Regions from separate parts of the Mus musculus genome. Here regions 1 and 2 are each linked to region 3. A link is a contact called in public HiChIP or PLAC-seq data. All regions are on one chromosome and are shown on one strand. The core of a region is the stretch at or near the end of the contact, and the rest is flanking DNA. Distances in the headings are between cores, read along the strand shown.

The links. HiChIP or PLAC-seq counts read pairs in DNA pulled down with a chosen protein or histone mark.
Region 1: a contact with region 3 is called in an H3K27ac HiChIP or PLAC-seq map of thymic regulatory T cells, with 4 times the contacts expected there. The contact joins the enhancer-like site here to the promoter of Dntt in region 3. A contact is called at or near these places in 2 of 115 datasets of contacts at active chromatin or transcription factors (regulatory T cell precursor and thymic regulatory T cells).
Region 2: an H3K27ac HiChIP or PLAC-seq map of T-cell acute lymphoblastic leukemia shows a contact between it and region 3, with 2.6 times the contacts expected there. The contact joins the promoter of Arhgap19 here to the promoter of Dntt in region 3. A contact is called at or near these places in 2 of 39 promoter capture datasets (hippocampal neurons and pre-B cells) and 1 of 115 datasets of contacts at active chromatin or transcription factors (T-cell acute lymphoblastic leukemia).

The regions. Positions count from the first base shown.
Region 1 is chr19:40,365,426-40,368,125 of GRCm38.p6, reverse strand. All of the region lies in intron 9 of Sorbs1 (sorbin and SH3 domain containing 1), which reads left to right. Among named protein-coding and RNA genes, the nearest start is that of A930028N01Rik, 70 kb to the right of the region's middle. Within about 2 kb of position 1,400, at least 224 of the 459 cell types and tissues checked have an H3K27ac peak or open chromatin away from gene starts, as enhancers often do. A contact at or near this core is called in regulatory T cell precursor and thymic regulatory T cells, where this site is marked.
Region 2 is chr19:41,800,830-41,803,588 of GRCm38.p6, reverse strand. It overlaps Arhgap19 (Rho GTPase activating protein 19), which reads left to right and starts at 1,505. Exons shown (of 12, transcript NM_027667.3): 1 at 1,505-1,617. The coding sequence starts at 1,562.
Region 3 is chr19:41,027,855-41,030,554 of GRCm38.p6, reverse strand. It overlaps Dntt (deoxynucleotidyltransferase, terminal), which reads right to left and starts at 1,280. Exons shown (of 11, transcript NM_001043228.1): 1 at 914-1,280. The coding sequence starts at 1,116.

The DNA of each region.
Region 1 (2,700 bases), core at 151-2,650, 660 kb after region 3:
TCAGTAAGAGAGTATTCGGTTTTCCATTGCTATTACCAAGTACCTGGCAGAACAGCTTAGAGGAGGGAAGTTGGTTGGAGGGGATTCAGCCTGTCAGGGCAAGGAGGGCCTGGTGGAAAACAGGAAGCAGTGAGAAACAGCAGCAGGAAGGGGCCAGGATAAGATGATGCCCCAGAGATAGGCTTCTTCAAGCAGATGTCATCTTCCACAGCCTCCCAATGGTAAATCTTGAGTTCACGGATGGATTTAACCATTGACAGTGCAGAGTTCCCACAGTTTAATCATCTCTGGAAATACCCTCACTGTCATATCCAGAGGTATGCTTCACTAACATCTTAGGTGTTTCTTAGTTCTCAAGCAGACAGTGAAGATGAGCCCTCCTGGAGAGTTATCTGGGGATGGAGCCCACATGTAGTTTGGCTTTGTTTGATTTGTGGTCCCCTTGGTAAGAGACTACAGGGACTGCACAGGGAGGGTGTAGCAAGGCTACTGTCCTTCCCCAGGGAAATATAAGCATTGCTTTAGACTGTCACAAAGGTTTGGATACACAGGAAGTCTGCTCCTCCTCCTGAGAGAGCCCCATTTGAGGTTGTCATTATTTTGTTTAGTGATTCAAGACTTTTAAACTTATTTATTTTTACTTTGCATGTATAAGCATTTGCACGCATGACTGTATGAGTATTGTGTGTGTGTGCGCGTGTGCGCACTTGGTGCCCGTGGAGACTAAAAGAATCTCTTGGAACTGGAGTTAAAGGTGGTTATGAGCTACGACGTGGATGCTGTGTCCTCTTCAAGAGGGGAAAGTACTGTTAGTCACTGAGCCATCTCTCTACCCCCCAACTTGGGACCTTTTGAAGCACATTATAAAACTAGAAAGAAACAGATATGATACAGATATCAGAGTATGATATAAAGTTGTAACAGCAATACAATGTTATGTGGCTTATGTGGAGCAGTTACGTATTACTTTAGGTTTTTAACCATATCAAATAACATTCTCCCCCCCCCCCCTTTTTGGTGTCTGAGCCCTCCATATACCAGAATCCCGTGATCTTAAGTTTCTAAAGTTTAAAGGTTTTTATAAAGGGGCTGATGGGCTGAGTGTTAGCAATTATTAGAACCACTTGCCCTAATCTTTTTTTTTTTTTTAAGAATTATTTGACCCAGAAACATCGAACATGCCTGTAGTCCTCATAGTTCTACATACCAAACAAGGTGGGGTTTAGAGTCAGCTGGCGTTACAAGGATACTTAGGAACCAGTCTGCTCTCGTAGATGGAGCAAGGCTTTAAGAGGCTTGCCTGGAGTCAGGGCTGAGTGGCTCTCCTGAGTAGACTGTTAGAAAACCCGAGCTTGCTGCCTTCACTGTTCCTTTGCCCCTCAGCCACGCCCTCACACGTGGGAGTCTCTGACATCATCACAGCTTTGCATGGAACCTCAGACCCTGCCTTCCTGCCAGACAGAGTGTGTTCCCTGTCTAGCGCTTTGCACTTCTTCTTAGTCAGGGAGTAATTACTAATTGCTGGACTGCTGAGGGAGAGGCACACTTCATTCTTGCTCAGGCTGTCTTGGCTTAAGCCCTTTCCCCTCCATCTTGCCCTTCAGTTACCATCTGACCCGCTCCTTCCTCTGTGTGGAGTTCACCTCTGCTTCTCTTTCATACACATATCCCTTTCTCTGCGGTCTGATACCTCCCTGTTGCCCTCTGGGACTGCTCCCTCTGAGCCCTTTGTCTCTTTCCTGTTGCTCAGGTGACTCCCACAGAGCTGCGGATTCTCTGCTTCTCTGCCTGTTTCCTTTGGCATCCTTCAGTGTGTGACTTCAGCCCTTGGCTCTGCTCTCACTTCCTTCTACCACAGAGATCTGCCGTCACTCTTGCGCTGGTGGCTGCAAACCTGCATCCTGCCAAGGCAACTCAGCTGGTTCCTGCAGCATCTCCTGGGTGTCTCTAGGGCTTTTGTTTGTTTGTTTGTTTTTGTTTTTTAGCTATAGGGTCTTCTTGTCTTATCAAAGAGTTAATGGAATGCCAAGCACATGATTAAGTCAGAAAAGTTCAAGGTGGCACCTAGTTAATGGTTCCTTGTGCCAGGACCGTCCTCCACTTTCTTTTCATCTGGTTGGCTCCTCTTAGACAAGCTGGCTCAGAACCTGAATTCTGCAGCTAAGCTGGGAAGTTAACTCCTCTGTCAGCCTAAGTATCCGAGGGGTTCACCTGCATCTCCACGTGCATAATGGCAGGCATCATACCTAGCAGGTCCTTAGGAAATGCCCCTTCAGTACCTGCATGGTCCGGTTTGGGAAAACAGACAATAATGATAATAGGCATGTAATCTGTAGACCACACCTGGTATGTTTGTTGGCTCTCTGTAAGTTCCTATCTAAAACAGGTTAAATAAACTGTAATGAGCACACAGCCATGTCTAGCTGTCTGAGTGCTTTGGCTTACAGCATCTCTGTGAGTTTGCCAAGGGAAATGTCTTTCCCATATTTTTCAGTGAGAGAACCAAGGCATGGGAAAGGTAAATGAAGAGAGTTAAGTGCGTCCCAAGACAAAAAAGGGAACTTTGTAATAACGCTTTATCCTCTTCTCAAGGTTTTACTTGCCCCCTTACCTTCCCAGAGGTCTACAGAGCAGTGTTCATACCTCTGCAGACTTCTCTTAAGGAGCCGGGTAACTAATACCAGATCCTCTGCAGGCCAA
Region 2 (2,759 bases), core at 256-2,755, 770 kb before region 3:
GTGTTATAGCTCTGCTCAGAGATACTCTGGCAGTCCTGAGCCAAGGAATACCACAAAGTCCCACCCAGCATACAACCAACCTCACACAGGAAACTTACTGCAAGGGGAAACCCGCGGAGGGTGGCGGCCTCTGCTGGGGTGAAAAGCGGCAGAAGCTCAGCGGGTTTTGTATAGGGTTTCTTGGTGGGGCGGGACAGGCGATGAAGACAGAGCTTTCCAGGGTGTCCAGGGAGGGAGTGGTGGGATTTTTGTGGCCTGATTTTGGGGCAATTCTAGGGGTTGGTGGGAATTTTGTGCTCAGGGATTGGTGGGATTCTGTTTCTTGGCCCTGATTTTGAGCTTGGGGTCAAGATAGGGTCAAGGTTGCCTGGTCTGGGGGTCAAGTCAGGGTCACAATGTTCTTTCCCTTCACTTTTTACTCTCTACCATCTATATTTTTTGCTTTTAGAAAAGATTTTATGTGTCTCTGTGCATCTGTGCGCATGTGCCCCGGAGGCCAGCTCTGGAGGCTATAGGAAGGCAATCAGTCCTTTGGAACTGGACTCACTGTCTGGCCCTTGTGAACCTTTCAATGCAGGGAATCAAACTCTAGTCTTCAGGAAAAGCAGCAAGTGTTCTTAGAACCACGGAACCATCTCTAGCTGCCCCTTATTGTTAATTGTGAATTTCATATATCAATACCATGTTTTTTTTTTTTTTTTTTTTTTTTCCACCTGCCTCTGCCTCCCAAGTGCTGGGATTAAAGGTATACGCCACCACTGCCTGGCTTAGTCACATTTTCTTGTTGGCCTGAAGTCACCCAAGGAGGCTTGTTTGGATGACCCAAAATTTGCCTCTCTATTCTAGCCAGTGCTTTTGGTGTCTTTATACTGACTTTCCCCCTCCCCCAAATATGTACCCTGAAGATCAGCCCCTGCATACATACACACACACATACATACATTCATACATAAATACATACATACATACACACATACATATATACACACACAAGAGTTTACTTAGGGTAGCTTACAGGAACGTATGCAATTTACCACTGATTATATACCATTGAAGAAAATGCCTTTTCTTCCCTTTTACTAAGCCTATGGATCTTGGGGGTGGGGTGAATGGGGGTTTAAGTGAGTGAGGGGTGATGAGCCCTTTTCCCTAGCAACCGTTAACTGCCTACCGAACTGGGGGATGGGCAGGGCCTCAAGAACCTTTTCTCTTCAAGTGACTTTAAAAACCGACAGTTTTGTAACTCAGAGATTTACCTAGCGGGGAGGGGAGCGCAGCCAGGAATTTGTGACTTGATCCGCGGAACTACATGGGTTAATCAAAACGAGAAACTACATCTCCCGGTAGGCCTCGGGCAGGTGTTTCTCCTGCCCTTTCGTTGGTTCTGTGCTACCAATGACAGTTAGATATTTGAATAGACCAATAGTAGCATGGAACGGTTCTTATTTAGGCGGGGCCATAGGTTCGTCCAATCGTACAGGACTTAGAAAACCATCCTAGCCAATCTAAGGGCTAAGGGGCGGTGCCTGAGGCGGGGCTGCAGACCAAGCTGCCGCGGAAGATGGCGGCTGAGGCGCCGAGTGGAGGGGAGGCGCCGGTCTGCGACTCTGGCCGGAGGTGAGCCAAGTTTTCCGTCCTGCTGCCTAGGAGACGGGACTGTGGGCTAGCGATGTCGCCGCCCTGCCCTTGAGTCACCGTGGTCCACAGGCCCGGGCTTTGTTCCTCTCTCCCGTGGTGTCTACGCCGACGCGCCTGCGGGGGCTGAGGCGGGTCTTTGCGGTCCGTGCTTCCCGCTGCGCTGCTCTCCGCGAGTCCCACGGCCGTGTGTGGAGCCCTCCCGACGCTCTGGCTGCAGACCCCCGGGCCACGGTCATGGTGTCTGCCCTGGCGCCGAGCGTTTTGAGTGGCAACTGAAGCCCAGAGCGGTTTAGAGAATCCCACAACGCCCCGGGAGCTTTAAATGTCCTTCGTGACAGCCTCTGCGCTTTACTCAGAGCCGCGACTTGAGTGATGGTTAAAAGGGATTTTTGTCCCCTAAGCTGGCTGACCTTTCTCGGCTTCAGCCTTCTTCTGTAAATAAACATAACGATACTTATTTCAGAACCTGGACGGGATGACACAACCTATTTAAAGCGCATAGCACCCATCCTGGCAAACACTTCAAAATACGATAGATTTTTATGTTTCCTTGAAATTGTGATCTCATTTCTTCTTTCTGGAACGAGTACTGTCCCTGTCATAAAGTCGAGCCTTTCTTAACCGATTACAAACAAATATTTGGAGTCTGACACACTCCAATAGAATGAGATTACTTACATTGTCAGAGAGTATGATCAATGCTATGCTTTGGTACGGAGTTAGTACAGAACAGAAGAACCAAGAATTTTGGGAAACCGAGTTTGTGAGCCTGATTTTTCCTGAGCCCTGATGGGCTTGTGTGGGTATTGTTACTGTTTTGTATGGAGGAGTTTTCCACTCTTTGACCTTTTATTTCTCCCGGGAACTGTGCCCGTGGGTTGATAAATGTCATTAGATTATCTCTCCTCCGACTCGAAAATCCTGAATTGTAATGAAAATGAGGACAAATGAAATACTGTTCTACAGCAAGAGGACTTAGAATTCTTCCTTGAGGCTGCTGTCAACTGAATGTAAAATTTGAAACTGTTAACTATCTGACCAACACAGTTTTCTCTGAATCTGAAACCCTCTATTGTCGTTACTGAGACAGGTTCTTGCTAAGTACCTCGGCTGGACTGGAA
Region 3 (2,700 bases), core at 31-2,530:
CTGAGTACTGACCTTGGAAATGTGTCTCCTCAATGTCTCCAAAGCCAGCATTTCATCAGCAAGAAACGTTTGGCAATTTTCTTTTAAATTCAAAGACTTTCCAAAATCCCAAGTGTAAAAGTCAGATCATCTCTGACACGGTATGTTCAGCACCCCTCCCAACTTGCATGGCTGAAGGCAGTGAACTGAGTGCCCCCCCACTCCCACTGTAACCCCAACACTTCTGTCTGCAGCCGTCAGGCACACCAGGGCCTTTTACTGGGACTTTCTGAATCGCTTTGATTCTTTTCATTGGGTCAAGAGAGTGAACGTACACAATAGTCAGCAAAACAATGATAATTGGTGCTTACTGAACGAGTGCAGATGGTAGCTTCAATCACCTCCCTGCCTAGACTCTGATCATAGCACACTGGGGTGCCATCTGTCACCCCTAGACAAACATCTTTAACCAGCATCTCTTCCTGAAGCCCACTTGGACCACCCTTTGGAAAACCATCACCAAGGCCAGTAAGGTACCTGTGGTGACTCACCTCAGCCTAGCCCACCATAGACCCTTAGCAGAGCAGGTGTGTATAAGTCAGAGCCAGACAATCAGAACACCCTCCCTGCTCCAAAGTAGCAATGTAAAAAATTGAACCCAATGGTGTTGGTTCAGTTTGGTACAGAATGGAATCGAGTGGTTTCTATGTGGTTCTCTGACTAGTTTTCTGGTTATCACTCCTGGATACTTAATCTCAGAGTCAGTCATGGGAAGCCATATTTTTTTTTAAAAATATTATTTTTTGGTACCAATTAGTTTCTATATAATCTCATTTAGTCCCCACTCATCTCCCTTAGCCAACTGGCCCCTTGGGTCCCTTGGGGACGTCCTCAGGGCTCCTGCATGCTTGCAAAGTGACCAGGGCTGTCCTACCTGAGCTCATTTTCCACCCTGAACCCTTTCCTTCGGGCCAGCTCCATGAGGAAGGCTCTTCGAGTTGTTCCCATCTTCTTTTCCAAAATGAAGAGGACCAAGTCTCGAAATCGGATGTCATAAGGCGTGGAAGCCACTGGGGTGCCCAGCTGCCTGGGTCTTTTCTTCCGAGGACCCAGGTGGACTGCTTGCAGTGGATCCATGGAAGCAGACAGTCTAGCTCTGTCTGTACCATCAGGTGGTGTCTCCAGAATGAGGGCTCTGATGTCCTCTCACCAGCAAACCCATAGGTACCACCCTGGTGACAACTTCCTGCTGAAGGAATGTCTCACTCTGATCAGGTCCTTTCTCCCAAAATGGAGCTCTTGACAGAAAGAACAGTGAACTTGGGTTTTCATACACTTGATCTCTGCAGTACCTCAGAATAAACTTATGAAGAAAGGGGGACCTCGCCACTGGTTGAGTACTGTTATTTATCTTTAGACATGTTCAAACCCTTTAGGTTGCATTTTAAAAGCCATTTTTTAAAAAATGTATTACATTTGCTTACTGCGCAAGGGGGCATGTGTGTGCATGCCATGACATCAGTGTGGCAGTCAGAGGCATCTTTCCCCCTCCACCGTTGTAGGTCCCAGGAATCAAACGTGGGTTGTCAGTCTTGGTAGCAAGCTTCTATCATCACCACTTAGTCATCTAACTGCTCCTGCTGACTTTATTCATTGATTCCTGCTTTACTCTAGCTCACTTCTATTCTTTCTCTCGGACCTACGTTATGGTACACTGGATGTCTGTAATTGGCACAGATGTGTTACATACAGCTGTTGTGATTTCACGTGAATGCCACCTGAATTTCTCACTCTGCTGGTTGCTTTTTTTTTTTTAATTTTTTTTTATTTTATGTGCATTGGTGTTGGAAGGTGTCAGATTCCCTGGAACTGGAATTGCAGACAGTTGTAAGCTGCCACATGGTTGCTGAGACTTGAACTCTGGCCTGCTGGAAGAGCAGTTAGTGCTCCTAACCACTGAGCTATCTCTCCTGGCCCCATGGTCACTTTTTTCCCAACAAGCCCATAACTGTGATTTTCCTGGCTCTGTCTACTCTGCTGCTTTAGTTACTATCGTTTTGCAGTGGGCACAGGACCACAGGCTCCCGTGTGTGAGCACATTTTATAGAAAGCTAAGGTTCAGACACTGCAGATCACAGAGTATGGGGCAAATGAGATCATGAATGCAGTTCTTCAGACTTCAACCGTGATGCAACTTAGTTTGTTTTTGGTTTCTATTTTTTCAGTGCACTAAGTTTCCAGAGAGTGGTCGCTACATAACTAACATAGGTCTCTGAGACGAGATGAGTTTTGGAGAAGAGTCATGGGCATGGAGTTAGGGACATTTTCACAGCCCTGTGCAAAATGAAAATTTCATCTTTAGTTAATATTACTTAGTAGGTCTCACTTCTGGAACACCTACTACAGGACCTAGGCAAGACCTCAAAACCTTTGCTGACTGAATTCTTATAAGACCATACTGCCAGCTAGATACCCATATAATACGGGGGGGGGGGGTTGTCAGTGCCCACAAAGTACCATACAGGCAGCGAGATGCAGCAGAGAAGATCCTCAGCCCCGCAAGCAACTTGCTCAAAGTCACAGAACAAATCAGTAGCCACCACTAAGAAATGGCTGAGTCAGGACTCGGAGTCAGGTTTGTCTGACTCCAAAATGTATATACTCTTGGGGCCGGTGAGATGGCTCAGTGAGTAAAGGAGCTTGCTGCCCATCCTCGAAACT